Regions from separate parts of the Rattus norvegicus genome. Here region 1 is linked to region 2. The links are chromatin contacts, called in public Hi-C maps. All regions are on one chromosome and are shown on one strand. Each heading gives the region's core, a stretch centred on a gene start, on an enhancer-like site or on the middle of the called end of the contact. The rest is flanking DNA. Distances are from core to core; before and after follow the strand shown. Region 1 holds the start of Lmo2 (LIM domain only 2). Region 2 holds the start of Abtb2 (ankyrin repeat and BTB domain containing 2).

Evidence for each region. A called contact is a pair of places that touch in the nucleus more often than the background predicts.
Region 1: a contact with region 2 is called in a Hi-C map of Schwann cells, with 9 times the contacts expected there. The contact joins the promoter of Lmo2 here to the promoter of Abtb2 in region 2. A contact is called at or near these places in 4 of 12 Hi-C or Micro-C datasets (Schwann cells, frontal cortex, hepatocytes and 1 more).

The regions. Positions count from the first base shown.
Region 1 is chr3:110,819,600-110,823,741 of GRCr8, reverse strand. Lmo2 (LIM domain only 2) reads right to left here and starts at 2,289. Exons shown (of 4, transcript NM_001037358.2): 1 at 2,062-2,289; 2 at 1,715-1,934. The coding sequence starts at 2,068. LOC102552075 (a long non-coding RNA gene) reads left to right here and starts at 2,594. Exons shown (of 3, transcript XR_005502316.2): 1 at 2,594-2,833.
Region 2 is chr3:110,407,722-110,411,931 of GRCr8, reverse strand. Abtb2 (ankyrin repeat and BTB domain containing 2) reads right to left here and starts at 2,260. Exons shown (of 17, transcript NM_134403.2): 1 at 978-2,260. The coding sequence starts at 1,860. LOC120101613 (a long non-coding RNA gene) reads left to right here and starts at 2,110. Exons shown (of 2, transcript XR_005502311.2): 1 at 2,110-2,249; 2 at 2,849-3,878. LOC120101612 (a long non-coding RNA gene) reads right to left here and starts at 971. Exons shown (of 2, transcript XR_005502310.2): 1 at 1-971.

The DNA of each region.
Region 1 (4,142 bases), core at 1,040-3,539, 410 kb before region 2:
AAGGCTTGGCAGTTAAGGATGTTTTCTGTTCTCCCAAAGGACCCAGGAGTCTCCACAAGCAAAACAGGTGAGTGCTAGTATCTGTGACTCCTGTTCTAGGAGACTCATCACCTCTAGCCTCCAGAGCACCTGCGCTCAGGTGCACACACACATCCATGCAGTTAGTATTTTTTTTTAAGGTACCAAACTCTGTAGACTCAATGTCTAATATAGGATTCATAGTGAAATTGTGCTGATAGGAAAGCAGTAAACACCAGTTCGCCAGACCCACTCCCTTACTGTGTAATCTTATGTCTCGTCCAATCTCTGAAAACTCGGGGCTCAGATGTAATTTTAAATGTATTTTTAAAAGGGAACAAGCTACAGACACCGACTCTTTTTTTTAAAGGGTTGTTGTTTTTCCTGAGATTTTAAGGAAGCTGGTCTTTATGTCAACAAACCTAGCTCCTTTCTGAGCTGTGTGTCTTAACCTTCAAGACTGAAGAGTGATGTTTATATTCTCGTTGGATCGTGGGACTTCCTGTATTTTATGAGAACACGCTGGGTTTTTATGCTGCTGACTGAGGGTAAAGCCCAGGTAAATAAACACCACACAAGACTGAAATTGAAGGGGGGGAGGCGAGTAGGAAAACTTCAGCAGGAAAGCACAATTCTTTTAAAGCAGGAAAAGAAAAGGAGGAAAAAACCCCACCAAAACAAATGCGTCTTAAAAGCCCAAATGGACAAGTCATTAACCAGCTCCTTTGGTCTTGTGTTAACAAATCCCTTCAAAGGATTAGATGAGGACTTCAAAGGAATAAAAACTCAAAACCAGACAGCTAATGATTCTTAAAAGGGCATTTGTGTGGACATGAAAAAAAAAAACCCAACAAAAAACAAAACAAAAAAAACCCCCAACACCTTCATTCTTGGCTCCCCTTGTTAAATCTAGAGAATGGGCTAGGGTACAGGCTGTGGAATGGGGGTGTTCTTTGCAAACCAGCGCAAAGCTCAGAGCATAAGACAGTACATACTCATACAACTCTTGGTTCGCTGACCCCAAGCCCTTCTGAAAGTTTGATGAGATTCTGTTCCCTAGGAAAACACACTGGAACAAAAAAAAAAAAAAAAAAGAACCAACTTTCGAGGTTCACATGCCCACAATAGGAGACTCATGGGAGGGGTGAACATGCACCCGGAGGAACTCCGGATTAGCAATTCTAGAAGTCTCTGGAGGCCAGAACCAGTCCCCAGATGGACAGGCGGACCTCATCGACTATCTGCTCTACTCCGGGCCTGGCAGTAGACTGTCAGAGACACCAGGGACGTTCTGGTTGGGATGCCCCTCTTTCCAAAGCCAAATAGACAAAAAGGAAGGGAATCTGGAGAGGGTGGGACGAAAGGGGAGAAGGCAGAATCTCGTCCTCCACTTTCCCTGCCCTGCACCTGTGCCTCGGAGCTCCGGGTGCCTGCTCCTGGGCAAACTTTCTGGCCCTTGTGAAGGTTTGGGGAGCTTTCTAGATAGCCCGGAGCGGTCCGCGGGGTTGATCCCAGTTTACAGCTTCCTCCAGTTCCGCCCAGCCCCTCTCGGTGTCTCCAGAGTCACCCGCGAGGAAAGAGAACCCCTGCGACACCGAGGGACCAAGGGCATGCTGCGGGCGCGCACCTGAAGTCAGCCCCTCGCGCCTTGCCTGGGACCCGGTGTGGGGTGCGGGGAGAGAAGCGCCACACTTACTCAGACGGGTCCAGGCTCTTCCTTTCGATGGCCGAGGACATTGGGGAGGGGGGAGGCGTGCCGGGCGGCGGGGGCGCTCCCTTTGTGGCGCGTGGCTGGCTAGCTGCCTGGACTCGGACCCCCTCGGGTGCTCGGGCGCCGCCGCTCCTGCGCCTCCTCTTGCTCGGTCGCTCGGCCGGCGAGCTCGCCCCTCCACGCTCAAGGACAGTCACCGCGCTCCCTTCAAACGCCAAAGAGAGAGAGCGAATCACCCAGCTGCCCCGCGCGCGGCGGCCGAGGCAGGGGGCCGGGGAGCAGCCCGGCCTCCCTCCGGCGGCTGCGACAGCTGCCGCTGCTCAAGACTTAACCTTCCATCCCGGTCCCGCTGCCGTCACCACAGCCGCCGCCGCCGCCGCCCGGTCCCGATCGCGCGCAGTCGCCGGCTCCGCCCGGCCGCCCCGAACCCCTCGCACCTTCGCTGGGGTCGGGGCGCCGAGGGCAGAGAGGGGGCGGCGGCCTGGGGGCGGGGAGCGGACCGCGCGGCTCTCCCGGGGCTCCCTCCTCTCTCGCGAAGGTCTATTTTCGCTCAGCTTCCCTCTGTCTCTGGTTTCATTTCCTTTTTCCTGATCACGATTCAAATACAATAGAAGGAAATCACATTTAAAGAGACAGCTGCCCGCCCCCTCCCCCTTTTTTTCTTCCTTTAAAAAAAAAAAAACGGGGCTCCTGGGGATTAGGAATCCAAACAGCAGCGGCGGCAGCAGCAGCAGCGGCGACGGCGGCAGCCCCGACTTGGCTTCTTAAAGGGACCCGTGGCAGAGACCGAGAGTCTTCCCTGAGCACCACTCCTGGGGCAAGAAGCCCGCTGCCACTAAACCGTCCTTTTCAGAGTTCCCCTTCTGCCCTTTCCCTTTGGTTTCAGGCTGAAAGTAACCACCTGGCGGTTCCAGCAGGAAAGAAATGCAAGCGTTGCTAGTGGCTGGCTAGCGAGCGCTCGTCTCGGGTTCGAGGTCCCAAGACCACGGTCGTGGTGCTCTACGAAGCCTGAGACAGTGCGGCTCTGCTGGCAGCAAGCTCGTAGCTGCGACTGCGCTCCAGAGAGGGGACGCAAGCTGTATGACCAGGGACCTCACGCGCTAGGTGCGCCTGAGCAGAGCTGGGGGCAGCTAATCCCGCAGGGAGGGTGGCTGGGAGGGACCACGTTGTCCGGGTCTCCTCTCCATCTGCTGGCGGCAGAATTCCCTCCCTCAGCATCTTTCAAAGAGCGAACTCCAGCGGTTAGGCTGGCCCTCTCTGCAAAGTATCAGCAATACTTGGACCGGAGGAAGTTCCTTGCCAATAATCAAGAACCTTACAGTTGTTACTTACTATTATTTTGCCCTATATAAAGCAAAGAAAAGGACAGGTTTCTCCTTCAGGCTTGAAGGCAAGTTCTAGAAGGACAAAGAAATGCAGAAGGGAAAGAAGAGGACTCTAGCTAGCTAGTTTTGCAGGGAGAAAAACCTAGGTTCTCCCGGGCCTCGAGTTCCTTGAAACTGAGTTCAGAAATGATCGTTCAAGTCCCGTTAGCTTATGATGAGGACAGTCTTCAGGTTTGTGAAGAGGAAAATTCCGAGTGCCTTCAGAATCCATCGTTAGTAAGAACAGCCTGGATCAAGGACGTAGGCATTTCAGTCCCATTTTAAAGACGGCTTTAATAGCCTGAAGATGATTGTTGAAGTCAGAACAGAAATCCTGGGTTCCTGGTACAGAGCAAAATCCTCACTGATTTCTCCTTAGCACTAACCTGAACCACACCCACAGATTCCTGTCATTTTCTTGCCTCCACGTCCTGAAATTTATACTGAAGGGGAATAATTAAAATCTGTGTCTGTGCGCATACCCTCGGGTTGGTCCAAAACCCACCTCCAGTATATAAAAAGACATTTTCCTATTTAAGTCCTTGTTCTTTAAATTAAGAAAACAAACATCTTTACAATGTCTACACAAGCCTAAATTATATGATAAATACATAACTTGTTATTCTGCTTTCATTTCTATCTGAAGTGAAAATAAACATTGTTTGTGGTAGCACAGGCCAGTAATCCCAGGAAGGGGCAGGAGCATTAGGAACTAATTCAAGGTCATCCTCCCCTACAAAGTTAGTTAAAGGCCAGTCCGGGCTACAGGAGCCAGTGTCTCAAAACCAAAACCAAAAGAAGAAAAGGAAACAGTGAAAACACACGGGTTGTGATTAGCAGTATGTCTATTTAATACTGATGTTCCAATGCTGAGCCACTAGAACCATACTTCCTGGGGTTGATTTAGGCTCTTAGCAGCTCATGTGACCAGGAAAACTACCCTCAAGGTACAGCGTGGAGAAAGTGGCTGAGGATTCTGCCTGTGCTGTGGCCTCCCTTTACCATCATGTGAACTGGGCCCAACAAGGAGAGTTTATCAGCATCCTTGT
Region 2 (4,210 bases), core at 1,011-3,510:
TGACACTGAAAGCTGCACACAAAGTGACCCTTCCAATCGGACCATAAAGTTGGGCCACCTTAACCCCTGGAACTGGTGTCAGGTAAGCAATTTGCTGCTGAATGCATGTCATGCCCAAACTCCCACAGTGAACGAATGGCAAGTGCTTTGTTTTCACCGTTGGCAATGAAACCTTGCATGCCTTCCGTTGGGATGCAGCCACCCAGGGCTTAATTTTCCAGACTCCACGCCATGCAGCTGCCCATCCCCCAAACTCCATTCCCATAATGTGGTTTACTGAGCCTGTCATCTTTCCTTTCAGGAAAGCCTAAAAGGTTGTGCATTTAATTCGACATGAGGTTTTAATCAAATGCTTACTTGGCTAATGACAGCTGGAAAATTCAGCCCCAGAAGCCAGCATGTGGCTGTCTTTCTGGGAAGGAGATTCAAGAATCCCTGGTTTCCCTCACCCCTGGCATATAGTATATAAAGAGCTGGGAGCTCCCCCTCCACCTCCTGTCAAGAGCCCTAACTCTGAACATCATTAAGTCCTAGGTACAGCACCAAAACCTGGGCTTTCCACTCTCCTCTACTCAGCCCATTTATCCAAGGCTCAGGTTTTGAGAGTACAGATCCTTGCTGCCACTGTGCTGAAGAACCACAGTGAGGGTGAAAATAGACTCCTAGAGATCCAACTAAACAGGGCAAACCATAGCAGGGCTGCAAGCCTCACTTTAGAGAGTGGTTCAGGAGTAGTTTGGTCCAGACACCCATTCTCACCCAATTAGCGCACAGCCAACAGAACATTAATCACAACTTTATCCTCCAAAAGTTAAGAAACCTAAAAACAACCTTTGACAAGATTTCCACTTAAGAATTCTCCCAGAATTCCATTTCTCTCAGAGACGTGGTACACTTCACAGCTTGCGCCTAAGAAATCCCATTCCTGGGGTGGCCCACCCAGCCTGTTTTCCTCACCCACACCCCCTCGTGCTTACCATTGGCGTTCTTGCCGCAGATGAGATGCTCATAGGGTTGCAGGACTCCCCAGAGCTCGGCATCGTTGTTGATGACCATCTCCAAGGCCTCAGCGGATACCTCTCCGCCTCCTGCCCCTCCGCCATCAGGGCTCTGACTCGCCAGGACCCTAGCCCGGATCTCCTCCACCAAGTTCTCCATGCAAGCCGTAAGCGAGATGGCCGCATACTCATGGATGCGCACGGAGATGCGAGTGTCCACCATCCAACGGAAGAAACGGCCCACGGAGAAAGTGAGGCCGCAGCGTGCCGACTTGCCGCGGCGCAGCCCATCGCCAGCGCTCATGCTATAGAGGGACAACGCCTTGACCGCTGCCAGCGCGCAGCTCTCGGCCAGCGCCCAGCTGTGCACCAGGCGCACCGCACTCTGCACCTCGAAGCGGGTACACTTGGCGTGCAGCACGCTTAGGCGCTGCGCCTCCCGGGCCACGCGGATGAGCGCCCGGCGGAGGAGTCCGGCCAAGCGCCTCACAGCCTCGGCGGAGAATGAGGGCAGCCTCCGGCCGCCGACGCTTTTGCGGAGCACCCGAGCCACGTCTCCCTCGGTCCAAGGGAACTCCTCTAGCTCCGGGAGCCGCGGGCAGCGCGAGAAGAGGTCGGCCACTTCGGGATCCTCGGGCAGCACTGTGTTCACCGTGTCCCAGCTGTTGTGGCGGCTGTTCATGGAGCCGGAGTAGCACCACCAGGCCGCCCCGCGGTGCTGCGGCGCCGAAGAGTTGAGCGCCTGCGAGTTGGACTTGGAAGACGAAAGGCTGAGCGAGCGGCAGGAGTCGCCGGCCCCATACCCGGAGTCCAAGGTCAAGTCCTCCAGAGTCTTCAATGTGGAGCTGTACGTCCCGGCCATGGGGAGCCTCCGCGCGCGGCCTCGCCGAGCGAGGGGCTCTCACTGTTCCATGCCCACTTGCCCCGGGGAAGAGGACGGAAACCAGCTCTAGGCTCTCGGAGGCGCCCTCCCTGCTCGCCGCGCCGCGCCTCGGGGCCGCAGCATCGCCTGCGCACAGGCCGCGGGGAAGGTGGGCGAAGCTCTCAGCCGGCCAGAGCCCGACGCCGTCCGCGTCCAGCCGCGCCGCTGTCAGCGAGCAACCTCTCCGCGCTCCTCCTCTGAACTCCCGCCGCCAGCCTCAGCTTCCCTTACCGAGCGTCTAGAGCGTCCGTCACCACAGAGAAGGAATCCCGAGAGAATGGGGCGGTCACCGAAGAGCGAGGCGCCGGCTATCCGTCCCGGACCAGCCGGTGAGAAAGCGCTCCACAAACTTCTACTGGGCGCGGGTTACCGACACAGATAGGTCCACCCGAGCAGCCCGCATGCAAATACACCCGGGACCGTTCACCAATCATCAGCCACGCCGGGCAAAGGCTGTGCCAATGGTTTCCGAGAGGGGCGGGAAATATGCAAATCTTACTCGTCTTGGAGTTGGAGGTTGGGCGAAACCTCTTGGCTAGGAGGCTGAGGATGGGTTGTAGTGGGTGGGTTGGAGCTGAGGAGGGGAAAGAACAAGCGAGCGAGCTAGCAAGGAGGTGGGGCACAGAGACCCAGAAAGCAGGGGGAACCCAGAAAGCAGGCCCCAGCGCTGAGGACTATGTGCTGTCCCTTTCTCACCTTCTAAGCTTTAGACTTAGGCAGACAGCTCCTTGTGAAGCTGTGAGCAGCCAGCCCAGGAAAGTGGGAAGAGAAAACCGGGAGGAGACCCTACCCACCTTTCTAGTCGACTTTCTACCAAGCCCCTCCTCCTTCTCTTTTGAGAAACGGAAAGCTATTTATGCTTGGAGGGAGGGGAAGCACCTCTGCTTCTCTTCTCAAATCTGTCTGCTTTTGTTTATATTGCCTTTAGGCTCGGATCGGAACAGAATGTTTTAAACTGGGACCTGAAAATGGCCCGGCATCCAAAGGCCTGTGATCACACCCCTGTGTAGGTTCATACCTGTTTTCCAAGGATTACCTCGGAGGTGGGAGTTCTAATCTAAAGAATGCACGACTTCCCTATTACTGGTGTCCTGTCAGAAGGACCCTTTTTGTCCGAGGTGGAAAAGGAGTGCCTGAAGAGGAACCAGATGAAAAACGAGGACCTGCACTGAACGCCTCCTGCATGCAGGTGTTCCCTTTTAAGGACTTGCTGGAGTGACCTGCGGGTCGGCAGGTCTTCTGTCCCCTCGGGACTCGGTGCCCCCTGGGTACAGTGAATTGCTGCCTTTCAGCAGCGCCCAGGTGCACCCCAAGCGGCTCGCAAGAGAGCTACTGATTGCACAGATCCACGCCCAGCTCTCGCAGGACCAGCTGCTCCCCCATAACTATTCACACGCACGTGCACAAGCGTGCACCAGCCCCCTCCAGCAGAACTGCAAAATCAAAGCGCGGATTGTGCACAACGTTCGTCCCAAGTCCTCTTCGCCAGCTCCTGAATGGCTCCTTTGTGCTGTATTTTACAGTTCTGACCTTGGGCCGTGAGTTGGATACGAACTAAAAAAGTCTGGTTTGTCTCTTTCCTTAAATTAATGATCCCTTTCCCCGTAAAACGACTTTTTATTTGGCAGTTTTACTTAATTTTTCCTTTCCTGGAGTACATGAGACGTTGCCTCCTGATGGTTAGAATTGGAAACAGAGTCAAGGACGGAAGCACTGTGCATGGCATAAGCCATCAAATTAACAGAGTCACATTTTATAGAGGCGAAATTAGAAGTCAAATTAGAGGTTCAACTTCTCAGAAAACACGAAAAACCGTTTGATGGATTTAATACCCATTATGAGAAATATAATAAAGGAAATATCGTCCTCTAGTGGATATCTACAGGAAATAAAGTTTTTTTTCTTTGTTCATTTTCTTCAAAAATAAAGGCTTGACTGGAAAGGTACATTAACTAAAAGGGTGATTTAGAGTGCTTCTTACACAAAATATGGGATATTTGTATTGATGTATTTAAGTCACACGATGACTTAAAATGCAAACATAAATGTGCCCAGTTTGGACTGGGTGTGGTTATTCATGTCTACAACCTCAGGACTGAGGAGATGAAGGAAGCAGGAGGACTTCCAAAAGTTTGAAGCCAGCCTGGGTTTTGACAAACCAAAAAGAGGAAAAAGAGAAACGCACTGAGAGAAAAATCCTGGAGTTTCATGGATGTTAAACTGCCCCACAAGGGTTCTAGACAAATAAATGGATTTCTCTAATCTATAGCAAAACAAATCAAGAGAAGAA